Regions from separate parts of the Sus scrofa genome. Here region 1 is linked to region 2. Evidence: chromatin contacts called from public Hi-C data. All regions are on one chromosome and are shown on one strand. The core of a region is the stretch at or near the end of the contact, and the rest is flanking DNA. Distances in the headings are between cores, read along the strand shown.

Region 1 (4,408 bases), core at 1,467-3,966, 130 kb before region 2:
TGGGCCACTTTTATAAGGGCGCTAATTCCATTCACGAAAGTTTTTCCAAGGACCATACCTCCTAATACCATCACCTTGGGTGTTAAGATTTCAAGATAGGAATTTTGGAGACACACATTCAATCCATAGCAGTTGATATACTGTAATAAGCAAAGCTCAAACTCATAAAAGACTAACAGCTGCTCTGGAGTTCCTGGCTTGGGTTACTCCTGTGTCACCGGTTAGATCCCTGGCCTGGGAACTTCTATATGCCCTGGACATGTAGCCAAAAAATAAAGAGTAACAGCTGCTCACCTTGAAATGTCCAAAGCACTGGCCCAAGGCTACTACAGCTGGCCAAATGCATATAAAAGTCATTTAAAGGATTGTAAATTATGAGTGGTACTGACACTCCTTCCTAACAATTTATTAAAATTAATTACTTTTATTAGCAAATTCTCTTGAGATCTATAAATTAGATGTATCCTGTAGATATTGATAATGTTCCACTCACATGAATAAGTTCAGTATCTGTAAACAGTACTTATATGTCTTTGGATATTCAAAACTAGTTAAAAGCTAGGTTAAAAATAAATCACATAGCATTTGGGATTAGCATAACTTTAAATAACAATGAGAACTTTTTTTCCCTAAACAATGATCACATGCTGTTTTTATTGCAACTGAAGAAGGTGTTGGAAAGATAACCTAGTTTATTGGACTATTTCTCTAAGGGCAGGATTAAAAAAGTCTGCATTTTTTGTTGCTGTTGGCTTTTTTTTTCTGTGCAGTAAAGTCGTTTCAATGAGCTGCACATAATCAAGTTATCTCTTTTTTGGAAGACTGAAAATTGGAAGATTTCTTAGATCTTGAAAGGAATTTTTGTCATTTACTTCATGAATCGTTTAGCAAAAGGCAGCCATGTACTCCTTCAAATAAGTTACTATCTCAGAGTATCACTATGTCGCTTAAAAATTTGGGGGAGGGAGTGGATTTTTTGTTTTTTTTTTTTTTTTTTTTTTTTGTCCCGCATCATCAAATCAACAGTTCTGCAGGCTATCTGACAAAAGTTAATGACCAATTCAATTAATGTTGAGTTCTGGTGATTTTCTTAGACCATAAAAGGGCCCATTTCCAAGTTGTAACAGCAGGTAGCCCACTCAGATCTGCAGTACCTTTGAGAATACCAGACCAACAGCTCTGGTGATAGGAGAATAATATGCTATACAGTTTCACAGGGCAATGTCCAGACAGGACATTGTGATGAAGCTGTTTAAAAGATCAAAAAGATCCCCGGAGTTCCCTTTGTGGTGCAGTGGAAATGAATCCGACTAGTATCCATGAGGTTAAGGATCAAATGGGTTAAGGATTCTGAGTTGCCTTGAGCTGTAGTGTAGGTCGCAGGTGCTGCTGGGATTTGATCCCTAGCCTGGGAACTTCCAGGTGCTGGGTGTGCAGCCCTTAAAAAAAAAAGTCTCAGACAACACTGGGATCTGTTGAGCCTGAGGAAGATATTAGTGATAAAGCAAACATGGTATTTATAACATATTTAACGACTAGTGGAACCCAGGTGAAGAGTGTCAATATGGGTGTTCATTGTACTAGTCTTTAAACTTTTTAAAAGAAAAAATTAGAGGACTCTAAATTCTGATTTCTCATTCTGGCCCCCTTTTCCTAATCTGGCTTCCTGAAAGCAATTTTCTTGTTGCCATTATGTTATTACTGTGTATGTTTGTTGGATAAATTAGACACATCTTCAAGAACTAGAAAAATACTTTAATGATTGAAAACCAAAATAAATACATCTCATTACAAAAACGAAACGAAACAAAAAAACCCAATCAGTTCCACCGGCAAGGGGCAGCAATGTTTGGGGAGAGGGAGAAGCATGCTTAGTATATGAAGACTAACACTAGAACTAGTCCCCCCCCCATCACCATCATCGCCACACACTTTCCCTGAAGAAATGGAAAGAAACCATCATCCTGGAAGCTGTGGTAGATGCTCGGGCCACATAACATTGAATAAGTCTATTTGGAGACACATGAGACTTCACAGTGACACAACGTTTCGTGTCCAGAACTAGTTTTCTAAACTATAGGCACTCAGGCAACCCATTTCTGCCTCAGTTGAACCAAAGGTTCTGCTGGCCTTGTGAAAGCTCAGCCAGGCACTGCCTGAGATTTGGGCGCTGCGGGGGGTGGGGAGTGGTTGTAACTGAGAGGGGGCAGGGGACCTAGAAACGTTCACACCAAACAGTAAGCAGCCTCAAGGGCCGAGCCTGAATTGAAAGCGTGAAATGAAGGGGGCAAAGCTTTTAACTAATATACCAAACCTTTACACCCATGACCTAGTTTAAATCTCATGGCAACATTAGGTAGTCGATATTATAAATCACCTTTGAGACAGCAAAAAAACAGGGTGAAAGAAGCGAAGAGACTCCCTCAGGGGCTCGCGGCCGGCGCCGTCAGACTACGGGATGCGGCAGCGCCAGGGGCGGGCTTTCTCGGATTCCTGAGGGGGAGAAACGCCCGGCTGCAGTACAGAAACCTAGGCCTGGGTGAGGCGGTGCCAGCAGCGGAAAAAGGAGGGTCCCCTGCGAGGCGCAGTGCCAACCGAGGGGAGGTCGGCGCGGAGACCAGAGCTGCAAACCAAACAAACCAAACGCAGACGCTAGCGGCAAGCACCAGCCCCTCCGCCAGCCCCCTCGCTGCGGGGAGGGGTTTCTCACGCCCCGCTCTCGGGTGACTGCGCCGGAGGTCGGAAGGAAGCGAGGCGAGGGATGAGTCATCCCGCCTAATTCCTCTTTCCCGGTCCCCTCGCCTCCGCGCGCCGGCCCCCTCCCGAGATCTTGAAGCCGGGAGCGAAGATTCCCCACATCCTCAGAGTCCTCCACCAAACCCCCTGTGGCCTGCGGAGGAGAGAGAAGGACGGGCCTTGTGGCCAATGAGAACTTTGCTCTCTCGCCCGCCGTCCAATAGGCCGCTGTTTATAAGCTGGGGCGGGACTAGGAGGATAGGAGGGGGCGGCCCCAGGTTGGCGCGCGCCGCTGCTGTTCTGTGGCTCACAGAGAGAGCGCCTCACCAGGAGTCGGCGCCTAGGCGACACGGAAAGGCGCCACTGCCACAGCCGCCGCTGCTGGCCAAGGTGCTGGACAAGACAGGCCCGTCGGCCACTCGTCAGCTCAGGCGCCGGTTGCAGCCGCCGCTGCTTCGCTCCCAGCCCAGTCCCCATGGAAGAGATGGAAGAAGAATTAAAATGCCCCGTGTGTGGCTCCTTCTACCGGGAGCCCATCATACTGCCCTGCTCTCACAATATATGTCAGGCGTGCGCCCGCAACATCCTGGTGCAGACCCCGGAGTCGGAGTCCCCTCAAAGCCGACGGGCCTCGGGCTCCGGGGTCTCCGACTATGACTATCTAGACCTGGACAAGATGAGCCTGTACAGCGAGGCGGACAGCGGCTATGGCTCCTACGGGGGTTTCGCCAGCGCCCCCACTACCCCGTGCCAGAAGTCCCCCAACGGCGTTCGAGTGTTTCCCCCAGCTATGCCGCCACCGGCCACCCACCTGTCACCGGCCTTGGCCCCGGTGCCCCGCAACTCCTGTATCACCTGCCCCCAGTGCCACCGCAGCCTCATCCTGGATGACCGGGGACTCCGCGGCTTTCCCAAGAACCGCGTCCTGGAAGGGGTAATTGACCGCTACCAGCAGAGCAAAGCGGCGGCCCTTAAGTGCCAGCTCTGCGAGAAGGCGCCCAAGGAGGCCACCGTCATGTGCGAACAGTGCGATGTCTTCTACTGTGATCCGTGCCGCCTGCGCTGCCACCCACCCCGGGGGCCCCTAGCCAAGCACCGCCTGGTGCCCCCGGCCCAAGGCCGGGTGAGCCGGCGGCTGAGCCCGCGAAAGGTCTCCACCTGTACAGACCACGAGCTGGAGAACCACAGCATGTACTGCGTGCAGTGCAAGATGCCCGTGTGCTACCAGTGCTTAGAGGAAGGCAAGCACTCCAGCCACGAAGTCAAGGCATTGGGGGCCATGTGGAAACTGCACAAGGTGAGTCCTAAGAAAACCCATCCCTAACTCCCCGCACCTCTGATCTTCTGGTTTCGCACTGTCCTTTGGCGCACAGTGCATACCAGCGGGGGCGCAATGCAGGTGCCTCAAATACCTGCTTCCCCTGCCTTGCGCATTGCAGGAGGCGCAGAGGGACCTTACACGGCGCACAGGGGAGTGGAACCTCTCTAGAGACTTGTTTCGGGGGTGCGTAGAGCGGGTCTCCCGGGGCGCGCTGCCTGCGAGCCGGGTGCAGGTCGCCCACTCCCGGAGCTGACCGGCAGCTCTAGGCCGCCACCAGCGTGCGGGAAAACGATGCATAACTGGGCCAACCCGCGGCTATGCTTGGGGCTGCCAGGGACGCTCCAGGGCAGA
Region 2 (4,373 bases), core at 1,456-3,955:
TATTAGTTTCAGGTGTACAACATAGTGATTCAATATTTTTATAGCTTATATTCCATTTAAAGCTATTACAAAATAATGGTTATATTTCCTGTGCTGTACAATATATCCTTGCCGCTTATTTATTTTATGTATAGTAGTTTTCCTACCCTAATCCCCTCCCGCTGCTGCTCCACTCTCACTTTTGTTAGTTTGTTAGTTTGTTTGTTTTGGCTGCACCCAGGTGTAAGTTCCCAGGCCAGGGATCAAACTCATGACAGCACTAGATTCTTAACCCATTGTGCCACAAGAGAACTCCTCCACTCTTACTTTTTTTTTTTTCCTCTTGCTTTTTAGGGCCACACTCATAGCATTTGGAGGTTCCCAGGCTAGAGGTTGAATTGGAGCTGCAGCTGCCAGCTTGCATCACAGGCACAACAATGCAGGATCCAAACCACATCTGCGACCTACACCACAACTTGGGGCAACACCGGATCCTTAACCCATTGAGCAAGGCCGGTGATCGAACCTGAAACCTCACGATACTAGTTGGATTCGTTTCTACTGCGGCACCACAATGGGAACTCCTCCACTCTCAATTTTAATTTAAGATGGCCAATCCTCATCCTCGTGTCATCCTCACTGGCCTCATCCAGATGGCCAATCCTCATCCTCATGTCTCCTAAATGCTTTCCCATGCAGGTCATTAGTATTGCAGGTATTGCATGTTGTATAACTGGCAATGGACTGTTTCTAAAATGATAGCTTAATACCACTTTTTAGAAGAGGCTTCTGATATCCTACAATACCATGTGTTTGCCCTTGCCAAAGTTAAACACACATACACACCCAAATAAATACAACAAAGTTGGAGGTGAACAGTGCAAAGATCAGCCTGTACTGCCCAGTAACACAGGCTGCTTTGTTTTATGTAAACAAGGCAAACAGCTCAGTTAGTTATCCCTTCATTTTATAGGCACACATCTTTCTCTTTTCTCCTCCCCCCCCCCCCTGTTCAGCTAAAACATAATTCAAACAAGAGGCCTAAGGTAAAAGCCCCTGCCACTTAACCAGCCTGAAGGTCCAACTCAGGACTTCTGATTCTCATTAACCTGTCTCTGCAGCTGAACAGTAGGGTATTTTGACAAGGCAAGCCTGGGTCTAAGAGTCAATAACCCCAAATTCCTGAGTCCTCAAAACCTGAACTGAAAGCAAAGGGCACCCTGGGGTTCCTTTCTGAGGTCCAGGATCCAAGATGGGAGGGGCGCCAAGGACTTAGAGGGACATTCAACAACTGAAATAAGAGTGCAGACACTCCCCCACCCCCATCCCTGCTGAAGCTTGTGGTAGAACCCACTCCAGGTGGGAAATAACAGCAATAATAACAACATAGCAAATAAATCTCTGTAAAACAAAAGTTTGCCAGCAACACGTTGTTACCCGAATGGGGTTTGCCTCTTGGTGGGTGTCAGCCAAAAGACACAGCCAAGCCAAATATGCAGATAAGGAAACAAGTAAACAGAATACCAGGGATCTTTCCCAAGCAGTATCTCTCCCAATGGCAAAATGGGGGAATTTTTTTTTTTTTTTTTTTTTTTGTCTTTTTAGGGCCGCACCCACAGCATATGGAGGTTCCCAAGCTAGGTGTCCAGTCGGAGCTGTAGCCGCAGGCCTACGCCACAGCCACAGCCACAGCAAGGCAGGATCCAAGCCGAGTTTGCGACCTACACCATGGCTCATGGCAACGCTGGATCCTCAACCCACTGAGCAAGGCCAGGGATCAAACCCACAACCTCATGGTTCCTAGTCGGATTTGTTTCCGCTGCACCATGAAGGGAACTCCAAAATAGGGGAATTTTTAAGCTATGGGTACATGCATATCAGGAAGGGGCTTGGGCTGAGAACTCAGGAAAGAAATGGGGTAAATGTAAACAGAGTCCAAGCTTTAGTTGAGTAAAGTCTGGAGGGTCAGCGTCATCATGCCATCCCCCACCTGGATGGGGGCCTTAGTTCCTGCAGAACATAAAGGGTATGGGATTGTCAATATATCTGGAACTGGACGGTTTTATTGCTGACCTCCTGTTTCTTGACCGCTTTTCATTTGTTCCTGCATTCTCTTATTTTCCTTACTATCCATAGTTACTGAGACCTATGCAAGGGCTTAGCAGCTTACATCACAAAGGGGCTTAGGCCAAAAATGCCTTCTTTTATTTCAAGAAAGCCGTGCCTGGTTCTCTTTCTCCAGGGGCTCCCTACCTTATCTGCTTACCACGCTTTCACACACTGACATACTTCTAGTACCCAAGACTTTAGAGTGAGGAGACAGAACCAATGTCCCATCCACCCGCTCCCCCGCATCGCCCCAACAGACACATAATCCACAGATCCGGAAGGGAGCCTCGCACTCTTGTGCGTCACCCAAGGTCCCACCTTCTGCCGCCAAGAGGGTTCAGCCCCTCCTGGCCACCAGCCAGGCAGGAAGGCTGAGCACGCTCGCCCTCAGACCTCAGCTACCGCCCAGCTCCGCCCAGAGCCCCGGGAGGGGCCGGCCCTCCCTCCGCTGCGCCGGACAGTCGTGGGAGCTGGAACCCGGGCGGCGCCGTGCGGAGGGGCAGACCCCAAACTTTCCTGAGACTCAAAAGCGGCCTGCGGCGCGAAGAGGCTCCGCCCCTGTCCTGCCACCCGGCGCCTTGGGAAGCGCGTCCCGCTGGCTGCGCTGCCCGCCGCCATGGCCAAGCCCCTGACAGACCAGGAGAAGCGGCGGCAGATCAGCATCCGCGGCATCGTGGGCGTGGAGAACGTGGCCGAGCTGAAGAAGGGCTTCAACCGACACCTGCATTTCACACTGGTCAAGGACCGTAATGTGGCCACCCCTCGCGACTACTTCTTCGCGCTGGCGCACACAGTGCGCGACCACCTGGTGGGGCGCTGGATCCGCACGCAGCAGTACTACTATGAGAAGTGCCCCAAGGTACGAGCCCGGCGCCGCGCGGTGGTTTCCTTGCCGCCCATGCACCGGTCGCACCCTTCCGGGGCCGCGCACTCCAGCAGCCGGCTGTCCTGGCGGCGTCCGGGGCCGTTGGGAGGAGCCCTCGCTGTGACCTCTCCTAACCCGGCTCTCGCTGCCCGGGAAGTCCAGGGCAGTGTCTGGGCGGCGGCTGGGCAGCCCGGGGGACAGATCCGGCACTCCGCTAACACCCCACCCCGAGCGTCATCTCACCCAAACCACAGCTCTGCCCGCCCCCAGGGACCGTCCCGAGTAGATGGCTAGGCCTCCCTCGCCTCTCTGCTTAAATTCATTAACTTTTTTGGTGCATCTACTCTTAAGGTTTTAATCCAGAGGTAGCTGGCGTCTCCTGGGTGCCAGGCACAGGCCCCAGATAGTAGGCCCTGAACAAAGCGGTTAATGCCTTGCCTCGGGGAAGCTCAATGTTTAGGGAGGAGAGACGAATGCAAAGATCGTCAAAGGGCAGTAGGAGCTGAGGGGGCAGGTGGGCCAGAGTTGGAGGAAGGTGCTTTGAGGACTAGGTGGCCTGCTGTAGGCACTGCCTGGGTGTGGTGGAGAGGGAGGATAGAGTTCTCCCCCATCAGAGCTCTGTCCCCACCCCTCCCCTGCTTTCCCCAGTTCCTGGGAGTCGGGCGTGGAGGACTTGGCAGCCCTTTTGTTGTTGTTTTTTGTTTTGTTTGTTTGCTTGTTTGACCGCCTCACTCGGCATGTGAAAGTTCCCAGGCCAGGGATTCATTCGGTGGCACCACAGCAGCGACCAAGCCAATGCAGTGACAACGCCATATCCCGCTGCGCCACAGAAGAACTACCTCCTGGACTGACTTGAGTCCTGCGGGGTGGAGGTGCAGGGCCAGGCTACAGACTTGCTGTAACAGGCTGTTCACAGACCACCCCTACCCACTGCGCAGGGGCTGGAGTGGACGCTGCCTCATCACGGAGGAACACTCTACCTGGCCGATCTGGGAAGGGGAAAATTGAAGAGGACTTGGCAACCAGAGGGATTGTGTTGTGCAGAGACAGGGTGAGAGAGCAGCGCTGGCAGCTGCAGTGAGGGTGGGTGTGAGTCTTGGGAGAGGAAACTGGAAACGCTGGTTGGAGGTGTATTGAAAACCGTGAAAGATGGGGTAGATCCTAGAGGCAGTCGGAAATATATGTAAACGTTTATTGGCTTTTTTTTTTTTTAATATCTAAAGCATGAAAAAGAATAGTTCATGTTCCCAGTGCTCAAAGAACCTCTGAGCAAAAGAAAGTTCTCAAAGTAGAAACTGCAGCTGTAACAAAGCTTTCAAATGGAAAGTAACTTCCTCACCCCAGAGGCCTCTACCCAAAGGTAGCAACTGCTAGAAGACATCCTTAGAAAACACTTTATGTATACATATATTTACTGTAT

What was found. A called contact is a pair of places that touch in the nucleus more often than the background predicts.
Region 1: a Hi-C map of embryonic fibroblasts shows a contact between it and region 2, with 2.1 times the contacts expected there. The contact joins the promoter of TRIM9 here to the promoter of PYGL in region 2. A contact is called at or near these places in 1 of 5 promoter capture datasets (liver), 9 of 47 Hi-C or Micro-C datasets (brain, embryonic fibroblasts, epiblast stem cells and 4 more) and 1 of 2 datasets of contacts at active chromatin or transcription factors (skeletal muscle).

What each region holds. Positions count from the first base shown.
Region 1 is chr1:180,828,863-180,833,270 of Sscrofa11.1, reverse strand. TRIM9 (E3 ubiquitin-protein ligase TRIM9) reads left to right here and starts at 2,716. Exons shown (of 13, transcript XM_013993398.2): 1 at 2,716-4,033. The coding sequence starts at 3,212.
Region 2 is chr1:180,702,456-180,706,828 of Sscrofa11.1, reverse strand. It overlaps PYGL (glycogen phosphorylase L), which reads left to right and starts at 2,705. Exons shown (of 21, transcript NM_001123172.1): 1 at 2,705-2,947. The coding sequence starts at 2,705.